Linked DNA regions of Hordeum vulgare: region 2 is linked to region 1. A link is a contact called in public Hi-C data. All regions are on one chromosome and are shown on one strand. Each heading gives the region's core, a stretch centred on a gene start, on an enhancer-like site or on the middle of the called end of the contact. The rest is flanking DNA. Distances are from core to core; before and after follow the strand shown.

Region 1 (4,150 bases), core at 1,506-4,005:
TCCCAATTCTGCAAGGCTCTGCTGATCCCTAGGCGCACAGCTCCAACTTGACCTGCACTTAGAGAAAAAGAACCCGATTTGGAAGAGGTTTTGGTACAACAGATCAGGTATGATCAATCAAGCATATGCAAACTAGTGTTTAAAACCTGTAAAGCAACATAAGCAAAGGCAGAAAAGCTGCACTGTCTAAAGTACAACAGTCGAAGGTGCAAGGGATCCAGCACCAGAGTTGAATTGTTAAACACTGGTTCTTCTAAACCTACAATTGCAACAATATTTCAGAAGTTCTAGGATACTTGGAAACAACATGAAGAAATATATGCTCCTCCATGATTAAGCTTTTAGCTTCTACTGTACATAATAATTGTGAAGATACAATACTTCTCCTGAACCCAATCATAATTGAAAAGGCATGCATCGTTTTAAATTATTGAATGCATGCCAGAGTCATAGCATAGTGCTGTGTCATGTGAAGATGCAATTTATGAATATCTTAGTTCATGCACAAGTATCTGACCCATTTCAGTACATAAAACTCATGGAATATTACATGCATATGCTACCATAAAACTCATAAAACTCATGGAATCATATAAAACCCAGTATATCTACTTCTAACATGGTTGTAAAATACTACTTTCATATTGACATGACAATGGATATGCCAAGCCTATAGAGAGATCATCGAAGTTTTCAAACTGACCTGAGACACCACCACCTTTCACAGTACAAGCTACGTCCCAAAGCCCCAACGTCTTGGTCACAGTAAATGGCCGAAGAAGATCAGCTCGATGGTCCAAAATGGGGAAGTAAGCATCAAATTGCTTGTCATTGACAACAAACTTGCCATCACCAGGCTGAATCCAAACACGGGCAATGCTGCACTTCCTTCTACCTGTCCCATAAGCCCTTCCTTTCTCATCAACTTGTCTCACGCGTGCCTTAGCAATTTCCTCTTGCATTTGGCGTTCTACTTCAGCCCTGCTTGATGTTGCATTCATTTTCTGGATAGCTCTATCTTGTATTTCACTTAGAGGAGGCAATCCCGGTATTCCCCTGGCATCCTTCAAGAGGATCAAACTGTCAATCATATCCTCCGTAATACCAGAGGCAGAAATGAGATCCCCAAATGCACGATCCGGACCTGCAACCAGGGAAATTTTTTGTTATCAAACGGGGCGGGCTAGCGGACAATACCATTGTACAAATGTAGTGTTAATTTTAGGCCAGTGATGGGCTAATTATGAGCTAATTGATAAGTTTCACGGGACAAGCAGGATGCTACTTGCACCCCTAGTTATCACCGTGTTACTTATACCAGGATGCACAGTTGATCCCCACATACAGTTGTACTCAAACCAGAATAAAAAATTGTAAAATCATCACACGCACACAGCAGCTAAGGTCATACTATCTACTCCAATTGCTCTTGCAGAGGCACAAAAAAGAAAAAACACTATGAATTGATGATCATTAGAAGTGGTAAATAAACTAACCATCCATTTGGTCACTTCTATACCGTATTATTTTATTGGGCAGTTTACAACATGAATGAATGGTCTCATCTAAGGCAAGCACTACTGGGACAGACGTTACATACAAACTTGATCCCAAGTTAACCTTACAAAGCATTGAAACCAATGACATCCTAAACCATATGCAAATGTGGCATGCATTGACAAGTTCCCAGTCTGATATATGAATCCACAGGCTCTAGACAAGCGAATATCACAAAAATGGTATTTGCAGTTTTCAGTTCAAGTGCAGGAACCTAATATGATTACGAGTATGATCCTATAACTTAACCTTCGGCAATCAGTCAATTACTTAACTAATTCTGCATGCATAAACACAGCCATATGCAGAGTCACTTAACTAATCGGGCACCAATAAACACAACCACATGCACCCCAATTTAGTTACCAGAGTACCGGGAAATCAAACTGCACATATACATAATATTGATTTCTAGATCACCTTTGAGAGTCTCCATCAGCTGCTGCTCCCTCGCCGTGTTCTCCTGCCGCTGACGCTCCGCATCTTCCTCCTTCCCATCAACAAGCTCCTCGATCTGAGTCCCCTCATCCGCGATCCCCTCAACCCCCACAGCCGCGGCGAACGGATCGTCTGTCTCATCCTTCAAATCCCACGACCACGGCTCGGCCGGGGCCGCCTTCCTCGCGCTAGGCGCTGCCGCGGCCGCGTCCTTTCTCGCGGCGAACGGATCGTCCTTCTCATCCTCCGAATCCAACTTCCACGGCTGGGCCGGGGGCGCCTTCCTCGCCGTGGGCGCTGCCGCAGCCGCATCCTTGTAGATCTCCTCGAACACGTCGGCCTTGTCGCCGTCCTCCGCGCGGAAGTCCTTCGACCAGGGGTCCTCGACGACGGCGCTCGACCCTAGCGGCGCTTCGCCGGGGATGGGGACGGCGGCGGCGGGGTCCACATCGGCGAAAGGGTCTGGATCTTCGGAATCTTGCGTGAAGGCCCACGGCCTTCTGGTGTCGTCGTCGCCGCCGGAGGTGGAGAGGAGACGCGGCGAGAGGAGGCGGGCGGGGAGGCGGCGAAATGGAAGAGGGGCGGAGAGAGGATGCGCGGTCGAGGGCGCGGCGGCGGCGTTGGTGGTGGTCAGGGTCTGGAGGCCGCGCCGGAGATGGTGGGAGGGGTGGAGGAGGCGGCGGAGCAGCATGGTGGTGCGCGGAGGGGGGCGGCGACCATTCGTGGAGTGGTACACTAGGGTTTTAGCGGCATAACTGATTTTAGTTTTCTTGTATCCGCTTACTCTGGGCGGACGTGCCCTCCAGGGCCTTACGTAATACCAACGTGAAAGCGTATACTTGGTTGCTTCGTTTTCCACGGAGCGGAAAACACTTGAAGGCTTGAGCATGCATTCCAAGTTTCCAACTTCCGAGTCCACCCAACTTTTTTTGTTTAAGCTTGAAACATTTCATTCCATTAAGCAACGTGTCGAGCAGAATCATTGTCAACAAAAGACCGGACAAAAGTAAGGGCACACGGTTTGAGGCTCCTGCTTCATCTTTGACCCATGCAGCGTTAAAACACCGGCAACCTTATTACGGGCCCAAGGACAATGAACAATATCAGAAAACTAAAGTTTATAATGAAAAAAAGTTTTGATCTCCTTAAATAGGATGCCGTCTCTCCCCCCAACAGATGCTGCCACCGGGTGCTTTCACGCCACCATCTCGGTTCCCCTCTCGTTTTTCATCCAACGGCCAAGTCGTCGGTCGAAGGAGCGGCGGCCTTCTTATAGGTAGTGGTTTCCTTTAGTTGATGTTTTCCTAACGGCATCGATGAGGTGGAACCAAAAATTGCGGGTTGGAATAAAGTCTCTTCAGTCTTTCTCTACCTCGATGGTGTTTGACTCCACATTAACAAAGGGCATGTGAGGATAGGTATTGCTAAGCAGATGATTCTGAATCTGTTGTCTCTTTGGATCTTCGGAGCTGGTGCATCTATCAAAGGAATCGGCTAGATAGTTATTGACACCGTTGCTTTGACCTCTTCATTTATTTTGTTCTATGACAAGATATGTTTTCTACAACCTCTAGATTGGCGACAAAGGATTACAAGTCTACGCTGCATGGTGTAATGCCACAACCGATGTTCTTCTAACGTCTATTAGATCTAGTTGTTGCGGTCTTCAAGACCTTGTATGGCAAGAACATTTGCAAGTGTCACTATCACTTACTATTTGTTCAGAGTATTTTTCGAGCTAGAAGAAGGTTGGTTTTTTTATGTAATTTTAGTTTTTTTTACAAGTTATATTATGTTTTATTGTCCTTTGATATGATTTATTATACCTTGTTGGTGGATGGAATCTTGTTATCGTATCGTGTGTGTCCTTTAGTATGAAGCAATACACAATTGCAAGCCAACAAAGAAGATTGGGCGACGTCTAAATATCATGGTTTAAAACAAAACATCACACTTATGGATTACCTAATATTAGGTGGAAAAAATGCATATTACGCCCAGGAATAATAATTATGCTCTACATATTGGTGCTCAAGGAAGGTAATGTCAGAACATAAAAGTAAATAGGTAGGTCCATCACGGAGTAAAGCAAGGATTGTCATGTGATACATCTCAAACGTATCTACATTTTCAAGCAATTTTTCTCTCGTTTTGG
Region 2 (4,641 bases), core at 650-3,149, 130 kb before region 1:
GGTCACGATTTTCAACATCACCATATTCATCAGCTTTTCTCAAGCTTCTCTTTGAGTATGACCAACATCCATGGGCTGATATAGCAGTCGCAACCTAAGTGTAAAATGCAAAAAATGTTGAAAATGTGGTAAAAAAACTAAAAAGGTCCACCTGGTAAAACTTTTCACAAGGTGAACATAATTGTGCATGATTGCTTGTAAAACTTTTCACAAGGTAGTAGCAACTTGGTAAGACATCATGAGTCTGAGGACATACCGCAAAATATATGGTGACTAATAAAAAGGTCCACCTGCAAAGCCAATCGGGGAAAGAAAATTAGTCAAAGGACAGTTAGGAAAAAGGGAACAGCACGACAAGTAATTAAAAAGGGGGTGCTTCTGAAATTCTGAGCCACTAACGGAAGATGGAAAACATTCTACTACAGACCAAACGTTTTTGCGGGGGCAGCGTGCATACTTTAGCTCTACAAAAGCAGGGCAAACATACGGACGCTGAAGGCAACTTCGCCCAGTGGCGAACTATGAACATGTGTGATGCTCCAGTTCTGCAAATGACATGGCTTCCCTAATCACGATGGCAGTGTGGTGAACTTTGACACACCAAAATGGTCGTGTCTTCAAGGGCGGCTGGTCGGGGCCACATTCCTCGTATCCACAATTTGAAACAAAAGATGAGGTATAGCGAAAGGCTGACTGGGCCGGGTTGCTCCTGCTGCACGCAGTGATGTAGCATTCCACGATCACAGTGCCTCGGGTGGGGGTTCAATCTTGGTGTGCTTGTGACCTATTCTCTTGCTATCAATGCAATGATGTTCAACCCTTCCATTTGTTCATGAAAAAAAGCAGGAGGAGTATAAACTACAGAAGTCCAAAGTCACTCTTCTTGATATGTACCATGCTTCACAGAACGACCCCTATTTAGAATATGATGAAACAGGGGTCAGTTTTTAGCGATTCTTAAGGCGAGGTTTCTCGGCTTGGGAACACTGGGAGGAGGGCTGAAGCGTAGTAATGACAAAGCTGGCCTTACCCCCACCCTTCAAGCTTGTAATTTCGTTGACTAAATAGCACAGTGTGAAGCCCTTTTGATGATCGAGCACCAAAATTACAGCCTAATTTGCTGCCCCCCTTTTAAGCTTTATTCCAAGCTCCGCCACTGTCCGGGAATCCTCCGTGCAGGGGAATACTGGATACACACTCTGCCGAGCAATTGCCGCTGCCAAATGCTAGTAATCGCACTGCATAATGCGGCTAAATGCACGGGAGTATAAACGATATGTACTGTGATTGTCTAGATTATTGGTGGCACTAATTAAGCTTAAGAGAGGATCAAGAGGAGGAGGGTGCGTACTGGGTGTAGAAGAAGAAGACCCTGGGGCCGTGGGGGATGATGTCGCGGACGAGGAGCGCGGCGGCGGCGGCCAGCGCGAAGGCGCGGTAGCCGAGGAGCCAGCCCGGGTGGAGCCGGGGCCAGCAGGGGAGCCAGAGGTCGGTGGCGCGGAGCGGCGCCGCCGTCCTCCGCAGCCGCGGCAGCAGCGCCGCCGCCAGCGCCGTTGGCACGGCGATGAGCGCGCCGCACACGAACACCTGCCACCGCAACCAGTACTCCGCGCCGTCCGCCGGCGTCGGCATCGCGCCCCCGTCCCCCCGCGAGGCCGGCGGAGAAGAGAACCCTAGCTGAGCCGCCCTGGAGGAGGAGGCGGCGGAGTTAACGCGGCCTCGCGCGCGGCTCCGGGTGGTAGTTGGGACTTTGATGCTGCTGGTGTTGTTGGTGTTGGGGCGCGGGACGACCACGACCGCCGCGGGCTGAAATAGACGTGGAGCGGTGGAGACGTGGAGCAGCGGCGGCCGTGGTGACCCGGGCCACGCGTTGTTCTTGTTGTGTGGCTGGTGGGAACGGCGTTAACCGATCGACGGCAGCGGCTTTCTTTCCTTCCGTCTCCACGGCGGATCCGACGGGGCGGCGGCGGCGCGGGCGTCTAGAAGGTCGACGCGATTTGGCGGCCGAAAATATGAATCGGGTGGATACTTTTTTGCTGGTCCACGCAAGCGAGCAGATTGAGTAGCTTACGGTAAACGGTAGCGAGAAATTTGAATATCACCGGCAAAAGATTGTCATATACTTTCTCAGTTTACAATATATTTTTAGACATTTTACTAGAAGACTATTACAAAAAAAAAATTATACTCTAACATATCTTTACCTAATAATAAAGAGGCTATCGCTTTCGTCGGAAAAACCCACCGAGGTGATTTTATAAAAAAGGCATTACTGTTTATAACATTAAACTCGTAATATATATTAAATATTTTTTAAAATACTCATATCTTTTAAACCGTAACTCCAAATTTATCATATTATACATGAAATTTGATTAGAAAAATATGTAGAATTTAAATATGATATTATTTTATTTGTTAAACGTTTAATAAAAATACTATCTAGGGTGCAATCTTAATAAATAAGTCATTATTCGTCTTTCTTTCATACCGGTACTCATCCGGGGTGGGGATGAACACGTCAACAAAATCAGGATTAGAGATGAAACTGAAGGTCATTTGACTGATTCTTTGTACGTATTAAATCTACATGCAAGCCGTGTTAAAATAGAAGACATGTACTGCATTTTTTAGGATAAGACCATCTTTATTTGTATCGTAACTATAAATTCTCAAATTATAGACATTTTTTATAAATTAAGAGCGTGTGCCGTGTGGTATTTCTTTCTCCCATTGCAACGCATGGGCCCTTTTGCTAGTGTCTATATAAATGCATATGTAATCACTAAGAAAATCTTTTAAAAATTTATATTTACAAACGGATGAAGTATAAATCATTAAAAAAATATGATAAATTACATACGGATAAAAAATTACATATGATGGAGCAAGATAAATGAATCCATATTTAAAATCATGTCTATATACAACCATATATAATTCTTAGTGAATATTTTTAAAAATATTTAGAAATAGATGAAGTAATTCATAACAAATCTTTCTAGTGCAGCATGTACGGATAAACACCGAAGGTAAATCTTCCTCCTGCAGCATGCACGGCCTCCGAGAAATTCTCCCGTGAAATAAAATAAGGAAAAAGCTTCTGTTCAATCGGCTGATCCAACCGATACATCGGCCTAGTGAACAGCCGTCCGATCATATGTGAAACAAAGAGTCTTGTGCTCTCCTTGTCCCACCCACCCACCCTTCTCTAGAAATATGCAGCTTCACCCAACGGCCAACGCATCTCTATCCTTTCATGAGTCAACGCCCGTTATCCATCCACAATTCTTCAGTGCTTCTCTCTCAAGCTCGTGGTCATGGTGTTGCAACTTTGTAGCGTCACCGCCCTGCCCGTTACTTTACCCCTGCCAGCGCATAGCGTTGCTATTTACGAATGCTACGGAGAAGCGGCCGCTGCTACAGGCCAGCCATCCCATCCCTGTGTTGGTGTTGCGTGCTCTCTGTGTTCTCGGTTTTTTCGGCAATGGTGCTCGACGGCTGTTCACATCGGCCTTTTAGAGAGATAATTGCATCTGTCATCCTGAAAGTTGACGGCGAGGTCCAGTCCAGTCCATAAAGTTGAGAACTGCTTCGATACGATCCTCATACACGGAAATACGTCATCAATACGGTCCTGGTACTTGGAGTTGCAGTCCCCGCTCTACGCGGCATATACTTATCACGAATACCCCCCTATGACACGTCACCGCGTGGCCCATCCGTCAGTTGAGACCCCACCCGTCAGCTGAGACCCCACCTGTAAGTTTACGGTCCGGCGCCGGCGAGGCGATGGCCAGCCTCAACGCCAAGGCGAGCACCGGCCATCTCCACGTCTACGGTCCGGCGCTGTACGACTACGGCGCCCCGCTGATGAAGGAGAGAGATCAGGAAGCGTCACTCCTCCTCCTCAAGATCCAGCACCACTACGAGGAAGCCCTCCGGCGGCTCACCGTGCGGTGGCGCTCCGACGTCTGCTTGGGAGTCTGCGTCGGACTGCTCGATCCGGTCTCCAACATAATCGCCAGCACCCTCGTCGCCGCCACAGAAGCTCCAGTTGACGCGGACCCGACGGCGGTGCCAGCACCCTCCTCGCCGCCACAGAAGCTCAGGGACGTGGAGCGGCGCTCCCTCGATGGCCTCGTCGCCTTCCTCACCTGCTTCTTCCCTTACCTCGTCGATTGGGAGGCCGTCAGGTACTTCTCCTCGCCGAAGCCGACCCCATCGTTGCCGCGCGCATCGTCGTCGAGTCCCGCGGCGTCAGGTGCTTCTGCGAAGGCTCTGCCGCCGCTTGCGGCGCCCTCAACTGCGCGATGGTGGCCGCCAAGCATCCGTGTCCCTCGCAGCTCGCCGGCGTGTGGCTGTCGCTGAGCTCCTCCCTCCACAATGTTGCCCCCTTGCTCTCGGATGTGCAGCCCAATTTCCCCGGCGACATCCTCCACAGCTTTCACACATTGGTCAAGGAGAAGGCACATTCCCCATATCCTACTCCTGATGGCAGCCTCGTCAGGCCATGGAAATTTGCTACCCGTTGCCGCAAGCGCGCCACCAAGCTGACCTACCGGCATTCATGGTCACTCAGGCGAGTGCTCCTCGATACGATCCATGGATTCTACCTGCAGGCTCTTGCAAGATTACCGT

What was found. A called contact is a pair of places that touch in the nucleus more often than the background predicts.
Region 2: a contact with region 1 is called in a Hi-C map of leaf, with 2.5 times the contacts expected there. The contact joins the promoter of LOC123425438 here to the promoter of LOC123424927 in region 1. A contact is called at or near these places in 2 of 6 Hi-C or Micro-C datasets (both in leaf) and 1 of 1 datasets of contacts at active chromatin or transcription factors (embryo).

The regions. Positions count from the first base shown.
Region 1 is chr2H:57,663,981-57,668,130 of MorexV3_pseudomolecules_assembly, reverse strand. LOC123424927 (30S ribosomal protein S9, mitochondrial) reads right to left here and starts at 2,755. Exons shown (of 5, transcript XM_045108612.1): 1 at 1,978-2,755; 2 at 704-1,144; 3 at 1-52. The coding sequence starts at 2,686.
Region 2 is chr2H:57,793,476-57,798,116 of MorexV3_pseudomolecules_assembly, reverse strand. It overlaps LOC123425438, which reads right to left and starts at 1,899. Exons shown (of 8, transcript XM_045109141.1): 1 at 1,352-1,899; 2 at 257-290; 3 at 1-94. The coding sequence starts at 1,899.